2 separate regions of the Xenopus laevis genome follow, and region 2 is linked to region 1. Evidence: chromatin contacts called from public Hi-C data. All regions are on one chromosome and are shown on one strand. Each heading gives the region's core, a stretch centred on a gene start, on an enhancer-like site or on the middle of the called end of the contact. The rest is flanking DNA. Distances are from core to core; before and after follow the strand shown.

Region 1 (4,452 bases), core at 458-2,957:
TCTACTTCAATCTGTAGCTGTGCATGGTGAGCTTTTGCCTTTTTTTATTGCTTTGTTTGCTGTAATTCTGCAGATTCTTTTCCTTGTTATTGAGGGAAAAGGCGTGCGTCACAGGCGCTTGGGCACCTTGTCTATGTCTGTCTGTGACCTAGTGTTGGCAGAAAACCTCACCATGGAAGGCTGGTTTAAATTGCATTCACCTCATCCACTGGCTACTATCAACATAAGACTGTAGTTGAAGGTAAGCAAGAGATATTCCACACTCTATTCTGAAACTCATTTAAGATATTTGTGTATTTAACGAAAAGTTTATCATGTACAGAGAACTTTCTATTCTCCAAATAGAGGGAATAATTTTATTTTACTCTGAAACATACATAAGGGTCCAAATATGGCTCCATTAGTTACGGAATAAATTAACTGTAATGATATGCAGGTGATCAGGAAATAATTGAAGGAAATAATTAATTTTCTGTCATGTCTCCATAAAATCAATCTGATTCCCTCAAATGTATGTTGCTATATAGTGATTGTTTCACAGTCAGCCTTTTAAAACCAAAATCCTTTTTAGTAAAACAATTTATCTGATATTTAAAAATAAGATAGTAATAATACAAGAAGACAATGAATCCTTATTTATGTATAAAATAAATTGGTTTGTAACAACAGGGAGTTTAGGAGAACAATGCTTCTCATTACTTTATACAAATATATGTACTTATCGGGCAGCTTTTCTCTGTTTACCTCTGTTGATTTATTTTATATTTCTTCCATAGGTTCTAGTACCTCTTCATCTTGATGAGAGGAGAGAGCAAAATGTTTCCAGTGATGCCAGTTCTAAAGCGCTGTGTATAAAAAGGTAAGGAGAAATGTATTGTGGGACACTAATATAGGGGGTCCTGTATACCATAGACCCTAAAATAGTGGTGTGATACCGTCGAGTCATATTCTTGCTGGCGGGAAGGCATTTTGGAAACAAAGTGACGTGTGCATAAAGTAACAAACGTGACATGCACACGTCACTTTGTTTCCCATGATGTCACAGTGTGGGAGTTGCCGTCAAGGCATTTCCCGCCACAGCACTGTATTTGAGTGGGCACTGTATGGTGATTCAACACTTTGAAAAAGGCTGTTATTACAGCCGAAACTTCACTCCGTTAAGTGTAATAAATTATAAAAAAAAATTATATATATATATATATATATATATATGCACTCAAAACAAGCGCAACTGCCTAGGTGCATCAGGAAGTGAAAAAAAGTTTTTTCACTTCCTGATGACGGCTTAAGTGAATAGCCGAAACGTTGAAATAAACATCATTTTTGTTTTTGCACCTTCAGAAAGTCCTGTGAGTGCGGTTCTTTTGCTCTACTATATATATATATATATATATATATATATATATATATATATATATATTAGTAAGAGGCAGAACTATATTCCAGGGAGACACAACAGGGAGCTGGAGTGCCACAAAGTGTGGAGGTGCCTGTCTGATACTTATCATTGTGTTTCCGTGTCTGGCTGCCATGGAATCTCTTGGATACAGGAAGTTGCTGAACTCCCACGCCCATGTTTGTTCAGTAGCAATGTGCTGCATATTCAGCTGTCACTGCCTGCGTTGGTGGAAGGTTAGAGCGAGCCAAGACATGTGCTGGTACAAAGCACACCTCAGTTATTAGCAGCCTTCCTACACCTGCCCTATTACACACCCCCTGTCATCTCTCCACACCCTCCTGAATGGGCTCAGCTCTGGGCGGGCATGCAAGAGCGTGGAGATGTAAACACCCAGTGTCAGCTGGGAAATTTAGGTAAGCGTTGCACACAGCTTATACATATGGCCCAGTCTTTTCAGCAATGCATCCAGGCCTGGACTGGCAATCTGTGGGATCTGTTGCTGCAAAATGCTTCACATTTGGTATTATACACCATGGGGGGTAATTACTAAAACTTTAGTTTATCTCATTGTTTGATTAAAGCAAAGCTGACCTAACTCCCATCCTCAAATTTAACTAATTTATAAAACAATAAGCTCAAAAAAGTCTGTGCAAGAAAAGTCTCGACAAAATCAAATGAAAATTTGAATTGTATGACTTTCCGGATGTGATGCCCGAATCACTTGGTTTTCACTTGTCGCCCGAACGAATCCCAGCGCAGATCACAATATCTTCAAATTGTAAAAGGAACATCTGTCATTGACTTCTACATAGCAGATTTTAGCATTTGGATTCAGATTTTTAACAGCTGTGGGGTACAAAAAATATTTAAAAATTCAAGGTTTTTTTGGTAAACATATATGTTTTCCCCTTAAAAACTCGACCAGAAAAAAATCAGGGTTTCATAAATAGGCCCTATATGTGTAAAGCTGAACTTCGTAATGGTTTCTACATTTAGATCTTACGCTATAGTTAATTTATGGTGAAATCAAAATATGTTTGCCTTTGTGCCTATGTCCAGACTAGGCACAGGATACAAATGTCTGTGTTGTTCACTGAAAGACTAGGAAACAGAGGCAAACTGCTTGTAGATGAGAGACAAAACGCGTAAGGTGGGCCATATGGGGTCAGTATGTATCAAAAACTTTTTAAAATGTGAATACTAATAAATAATTTATTTTTACTGAAAACAAGCCTTGGGACATATATCTTTTGATATAAAAATCTTTGTGTACCGATTGCCTTTGGAACTTTGCCTTTTGCATGTCCCTCTGGCTATGTCTAAAGATATACAGAAATCAGGTGTATGGACTCCCAGTTATAAAATGATTTGCAACAAGAATATGTGAATATAGCGTAAAAACAAAACAAGAATATGTGAATATAGCGTAAAGCTGGTCCTATTTGGTTCAATAAAACCTGCCGACTTTGGATCCTCCAGACAAAGTCAGTAAATTTTTTATTATACACATATTTATAAAAGGTCAGCATATTCTGCAGGGGTTACAATTAATGGATATATGCATCAAAAATACCAAAAAACAAACAAACAATACAGACAGTTAGGAGGGACCTGCCCAGAAGAATTCTTGCAATCTATATGCAATTTAAGGGGTAGATTTATCAAGGGTCGAATTTCGAAGTGCTAAAACGTCGAAATTCAACCATCGAATTAAAAATGTTTAAATTTAGCTGTTTGCAATCGAATTACAATGGTTCGATCAATAAATTAAAAGAAAGAAAAAAATATATATATACTGTATATATCATGTGAAGAACCGCATTACACAGGACTTATGAGTGAAAAAATGTTTATTCCTTCAAAGTTTCTGCTTCTTACTCAAGCCGTCTTCAGTTAGAAGCTGAAATGTTGAAGGAATAAACGGAACATTTTTTCACTCACAAGTCCTGTGTAGTGCGGTTCTTCACATGATATTGATATTTACTAATTTTTAACCAGCACCCAGGCATTGACTAACAGCCTGTGTGTGGACCAGCAGATTGTGTGTATATATATTATAATATTCAGTGATATTGTGTTCAGTAGGAATATCCTGAACATAAAAAACAAGCAGTGTAACTAATGAGGAGCTGACTGTTGGGAAATATTTAAGTATAATAATATAAGTATCACAATTAAGAGATTAAATAACATTACAATGACATTAAAGGGGTGGTTTACTTTTAAGTTAACTTTTAGTATGTTATAGAGTGTCCTATTCCTACCAACTTTGGAACTGGTCTTCATTATTGTTTTTGTATAGTTCTTTTATTAATTAACCACAGGTAATACCCTAGCAACTAAATAGCTGCTGAAATATCAATCTGGAACAAGTAAAAAGCTAAATAACTGAAAAAAACACAAAAAAAATGAAGACCAGTTGCAAACCCTAAAAACCTTGATCAGAAAAAATGGAAGTTTAATAAATGAGCGCCATAATGTTCCAACCCAAAAACTTTATAGGTACAATCAAATAAGGCATTTTTTTTACAGAAGAGATCTCCTTTCTCCTGGCATACCTTCTTTGAAGCAATTTGCCTTCATTGCCCTCTAATGAAAGGATCTCTCAGCTTTCTTTATCGCCAATGTACTAATACCCAACCTGTCGACTCCTTGAAATTTATAAAGAACTGGAATACAGAATTGTACCTTACTTTAGACGATCAAGACTGGCATATAATCTTTTCAAATACCATGCACAATTCTATTAATGTGCCAGTTTAGGAAATATCATACAAGGTCTTGAGTCAATGGTATTGTGTACCAAATTGTAAAGCCAAATAGATTCCTTCCTGGAACTAATTCCAATTGTTTTAGGGGCTCTGCTACATCAGGCAGGGTCGGACTGGGCTGGAGGAACACCGGGAAAAAACCCGGTGGGCCCCGGCCCTCATGGGCCCCGCTGACCCAGACCTACTCCCCCAGTTGCGGCAGAAACTGCGCCTCCACATAGTTTACGGCTTTCACGCATGCACGCTGTGGCGGATTACGTGCATGTGTGATTCGGCGGAGTT
Region 2 (5,048 bases), core at 2,469-4,968, 64 kb after region 1:
CTTCAGCCAAATCTGGAGTGAAGAAGCCATACAGCCAAGTCAATGACTTCACTGCCTCAAAACTAATGGGGGATGGATATTCTTCTACATACTTAGGGGGAAGCAATATAATGACGTCATGTGGGACCCCCCCTGCATCATCAAACTACGGAGGAGAGTTTGGATCTTTCGCTCATTCCTTCCCTTCCTCTTCAGGATGCCAAGAACCCAAGAGTCTCTCACAAGCAGAGTGTGTGCCTGGCGTGTACACTTCATTAGATATGGGACATCCATATGGCTCTTGGTACAAAACAGGCATTCATCATCCTTCTCTGTCTAGTTCACCCCCAGGCAGTGGTGGTTCATGGTGGGACATGCATCCAAATACAAACTGGCTTGGAAACCAGTCACAGACGGATGGGCTGGCAGCTTCCATGCCACCTGTAACAAGTCCAGTAGGCATGAGCACCCAATATAGTGCAGAATACACCACTCTTACCCCTGCCACATACCCCTCTGTGGGATTTCCCTCCATCTCTCCTTCATCAAGCCCATCCCCATCTTCACACCTCCTGTCACCCTCCCAGCACACATTGGCCCCAGAAATGTACAAGCCAAAGCTTTTGGCTGCTAACCCCTTGCTAGAAAGCCCAGGGTCTTTAAAGGCCCAAAGGGGAACATCATATGGGAACTCTGGCCGTCCGACATGTGACTGTCCAAACTGCCAGGAGCTGGAGAGACTAGGAGCTTCTGCTGCAGGTCTGAAGAGGAAGCCGGTGCACAGCTGTCACATCCCTGGCTGTGGAAAAGTGTATGGTAAAGCTTCACATCTCAAAGCTCACCTACGCTGGCACACAGGAGAGCGTCCTTTTGTTTGCAACTGGCTTTTCTGTGGCAAACGCTTCACGCGTAGCGATGAGCTTGAACGCCATGTGCGCACCCACACACGTGAGAAAAAGTTCACTTGCCCACTCTGTGCAAAAAGGTTCACTCGCAGTGACCACTTAAGCAAACACCAGCGCAGCCATGTTGATCAGCCAGCAGCAAAAGATGATGGAGTTCAAGGAGATGGAGGAGCAGTGGGCGAGAGCTGTGGCGAAAAAGGCATAGTATTATCCGAAAGCTCACCAGCCGGTGGTACCCAAGAAAGGGCATCTGGTAGCCCTGGCCAAGGAGGCTTGTTAGAAATATGATGCTGAAGAACTTCCATAACAGGCCACAGGCTTATTAGAGCTGTACGGCATCTATAAAACACCTTAGCAGCTGTGCTCTTGCTTTGTGATGCAGGCCGCCTTTTTAAAGATGGGAAAAGTGAAGGACAAACATAGGCTAAAGACTGTGCCTAAACTCTTGGCTCTTGAGCCAGAATGGAGGCAGTGTGTAAACTGTGTATCATGTTTAAATATTTGCAAAATGTATTCCCCCTGGTAGTGTGTGTTCTTTGCACAAGAGGATGAGTTATTTATAGTGTTAACATAGGGAATCTAATTTCAACACATTCAGAAATATGAGCTAACTGGTCTACTACCCCCCTCCACTTCCAGGGTTTTACTGGACAGTGTAACCCAATGGTTCATGAAGCTGAAACAAGCCCCTCTAGCACTAGAGGTGCATCCAGTACAAGTGAAAATAGTGTTATTGTGTGATCTTTATTCTTTATGATGAAATATGAGCAGAGGGGGGCTCTTGTGCTATTACCTAAAATGGGAAGTGGAAACTGGCTGCCATGCCACTTAATAGAATACACACAATTGATCAAAACAACCCCTGTGCCATTGTAGAACAAACAGTATGGGGTTCTACTCCCTTGGGTATTCTATATAATTGGCACAAATGCATGGAATGGTTTTATGGTGATGGAGGAACGAAGCTGATCTAGGTTCAGTTTTCCTATTCATGTGTAAAAACTCATTAAAAGGGAAAGTTAACCTTAAACTTAGCCTTTCATTTGACTTAGACATTTGTATTCCAAGACAGTTTACAGTTTTCTTCATTGTTGTTTCATGTAAGTTTATTTATTGATTTTTTTGTTTATAAAATTAATCAACCAAAATATTTTAAGAAATACATGACTTGTAGCATTTTCTCTGTATAAAAATGCCAGATCTCATATGTGTCTCCTGTTGTTGACTATAATGGACAACTGCCAACAGATTTCCATTATAGTCAATTACAGGTTGCAGGGCTAGGTTCTGGCATTTTTCTGCCAGTAATACAATGTTGTACGGTGCCCTTGCACTTGTGCCTCCCATGGTCATGAATGGCCCCTTTTATTTATATGTATACAAGACATTTTCTTTTTGGTGTCACTGATCCTTTTATGTATTGTTCCCAGCTCATCAGGGTGGAATTTTAACATTTTAGCATTGTGTTTGAAGTCAGGCAATGATTTAAACACCTGAAAAGAAAATTATTCATTCAAATCAAAATTCAGCTTTTGGTATTTCTGTATTATAATGTCAAAATGCTAAACAAAACCCCACCCTGTCTATTGCATTCGGTGTTGGCATGATACATATTCATGACCTGCCCCCAAAGGCCCAGCAAAACAAAACTAAAAGTATTTTATATAGTATTGTGTTCTGTAGTAAGGCTACACAGGGCATTTTTACTTTATAGTGTTACTTTCCCTTTAAATGAATGGAAAATAAATAGCAGTGGGACACCATAGATTAGTGTCTCTGACTCTAGCAATGAACCATGAGCAGTTTGCATATCCATTTTTATTTTTTAACTGAAGGCATAATAGAGATCCTCTTTCATTTAACTGCTCATTTGGACAAAAGAGAGGGGGCAATGTGCCTTTTGCTTGAACGTGTAAGTGCTTTAAGATTTTGCATTCCATAGTGGTGCTAAACAAGCTCGTCCTCTCTGATTCCATTTGTGCGTGGGCCAATGTGCAAACCACAGAGGGTCCCACTGATGGTAAATGGGTTAATGCTGTGGAAATGTTGAAGTGCACTTTCATAAGCTGTATTATTAATATTGCACTCTGTACTGTAAGCTGTGGGGAAGCCATACATTACCATGATTAGTTACCTGTAAAATTAGATGTATTTCCCACAGACATTACTTTGTTTTTTAAGAGGTTTTTTTGCGTGTTTTAAAACATATATGTATTGCTAAAAACATAAGGTTTTATAAGGTTAAGTCACAATGGTGTAACTAGAAGTTAGTAGGCCACACTGAAAAATCATGTTAGGGCCCCATACTTTCCAGAAACTGGCTTTTGTCTAATATGTATAATGTATATAGAACTTCCACATCATTAAATACTACATTGGACATTTACGCTCCTGAGTCCCCCCGGCAGCCACAGGTTCCTGTTTCTACATTCCTGCATCCCGTGATGTTAAGGTGTATTTTGTGAAATGTATGACCCCTCTAATGTGATTATGGCTGTCCATATGTTTTCAATACAAACATAGTCGACCCAGAGTATTCTATTTGAATGTCTCGCATACAGACGATTGGTTGAGATAAGATTCATAATATATTTTGCATTTGAACCAAGGACCTGGGTCTGCATTAGGAAATGTAACAATGAATTTTATATAATCACACAGGTACAGTTATAGCACATCGGGTTATACATTTTATGCAGTATTACAAGAAAACTGATTTTATTGTAATTGCTGCACAACGTTGCACATTCTAGTAATAACAGTGAAAAAAGCCATAACTCTTCCAATCTCCCGCTGAGAACAGAATAAGAAGAATTCTGGATCATGGCAAAACAAGGAGCCAGGGAAGGTTATGTATGTATTTCACCAGTATATGAAATGGAGATTTCCCCTTTAGTTAGGGGTTGGTGGGTAATGTTTGCCTGTTTCACCTTTGTTCCTGGCTCTGATAGATGAAAAGGGGTATGTGCACTAAAAGCCAATCTAGTTCTGTTTTCTAGTGCCCATTTACATAGTCGTCAGTCTGTGCTAAGAAGAACCCAGCTGCGAAACTCTGCCTTAGTGAGAGTAGAGAGGAGCAGTTTTAGGGAGCAGTTGCTCAAGTTTGGGAAGGGTGGCTGTGCAGGGCCAAAGTTGTTCTAGTTCTCCTTTAAAAAATAATAAAAATAATTTCAACAGGCCAAGCATGTACTTGGAAAAGAGCATGGGAAAGTATATCTGCACCATTGGTACCAGAAATTAAATGCAGTGGGCTACACAATGCATTTTTCTCTAGGGGTCACAGGCAAGTAAGCATACAAACCCCTTACTAGGCAGACCCCTTACAAATGTGTTACCACCCCCGAAGCTTACCTAATAAACTGATGTTAACGGATGACCTTCTATTTAAGTGTGTGTAACTTTACCTTTGAGTCTATTTTATTTGAACTTCTTATTTATTTGTATTTTGTGCTTCAATAAATAATAATTATATGTATTTTACTGATACGTGCCTCTGCTTATTTCTGTTTAGAATATTAAAAACTGGGTTGACAGTCGGGAGAAAATGTCAAAATAACAGCAGACCTCTGATCTTGGGTAGAGGGCCGAATTTCTGCTGAGGGCGCCTTGAGGCCAGTGTCCTCTGTCAGTCCCTCTCTCCTTAGAAAGAAATCCAAAGGTACACAGGATTGATGCAAGCAAGATTGCCTTGCGTGTTTAATGCAAGAGTGCAACGTTTTGGGGTCACAACCCTTTGTCAAGCATGTAGGATTCTTATTCCAAACAAGATGTAAGAGGAGGCAGCAATGTTGAATCTGTAAACAGCCACAATGGCAGGAGCAAGATTGACAAACCTAGAATAACTTTGGCCAAGTCCAGGCCCAGTACAGCAGAAGCCAGCTTGCAAACATATGTTAAGGGGGCATTATATATGACATTTGGCACCAAAACATGAATACATAGAAAGACAGAATTATTGGAACATGTGCAGAGAGTATGTGAATACAATGATTGGCACCCTTAAATGTCAAGCTTTCCGATCCTCTACCTTAGTGCACCAGTTATCGTTCCTCTATTTGACTTTAGGGCAGTGTCGGACTGGCCCACCGGGATATCTGGAAAAGTCCTGGTGGGCCAAGGTGTCAGTAGGCCCTTATGCTGCTAGACATTTGGCCTATTTCATGG

The links. Hi-C and Micro-C count contacts between places; a contact is called where the count stands out from the background.
Region 2: a Hi-C map of the XTC cell line shows a contact between it and region 1, with 2.9 times the contacts expected there. The contact joins two enhancer-like sites. A contact is called at or near these places in 2 of 4 Hi-C or Micro-C datasets (the XTC cell line and animal cap).

The regions. Positions count from the first base shown.
Region 1 is chr2L:155,104,359-155,108,810 of Xenopus_laevis_v10.1, forward strand. It overlaps LOC108708646 (a long non-coding RNA gene), which reads left to right. Exons shown (of 3, transcript XR_001934503.2): 3 at 1-616. Among protein-coding and RNA genes, the nearest start is that of LOC108708646, 4.8 kb to the left of the region's middle. Within about 2 kb of position 1,708, at least 1 of the 7 cell types and tissues checked has an H3K27ac peak or open chromatin away from gene starts, as enhancers often do.
Region 2 is chr2L:155,166,188-155,171,235 of Xenopus_laevis_v10.1, forward strand. It overlaps sp7.L (Sp7 transcription factor L homeolog), which reads left to right. Exons shown (of 2, transcript NM_001099905.1): 2 at 1-3,264. The coding sequence ends at 1,172. Among protein-coding and RNA genes, the nearest start is that of sp7.L, 20 kb to the left of the region's middle. Within about 2 kb of position 3,719, at least 1 of the 7 cell types and tissues checked has an H3K27ac peak or open chromatin away from gene starts, as enhancers often do.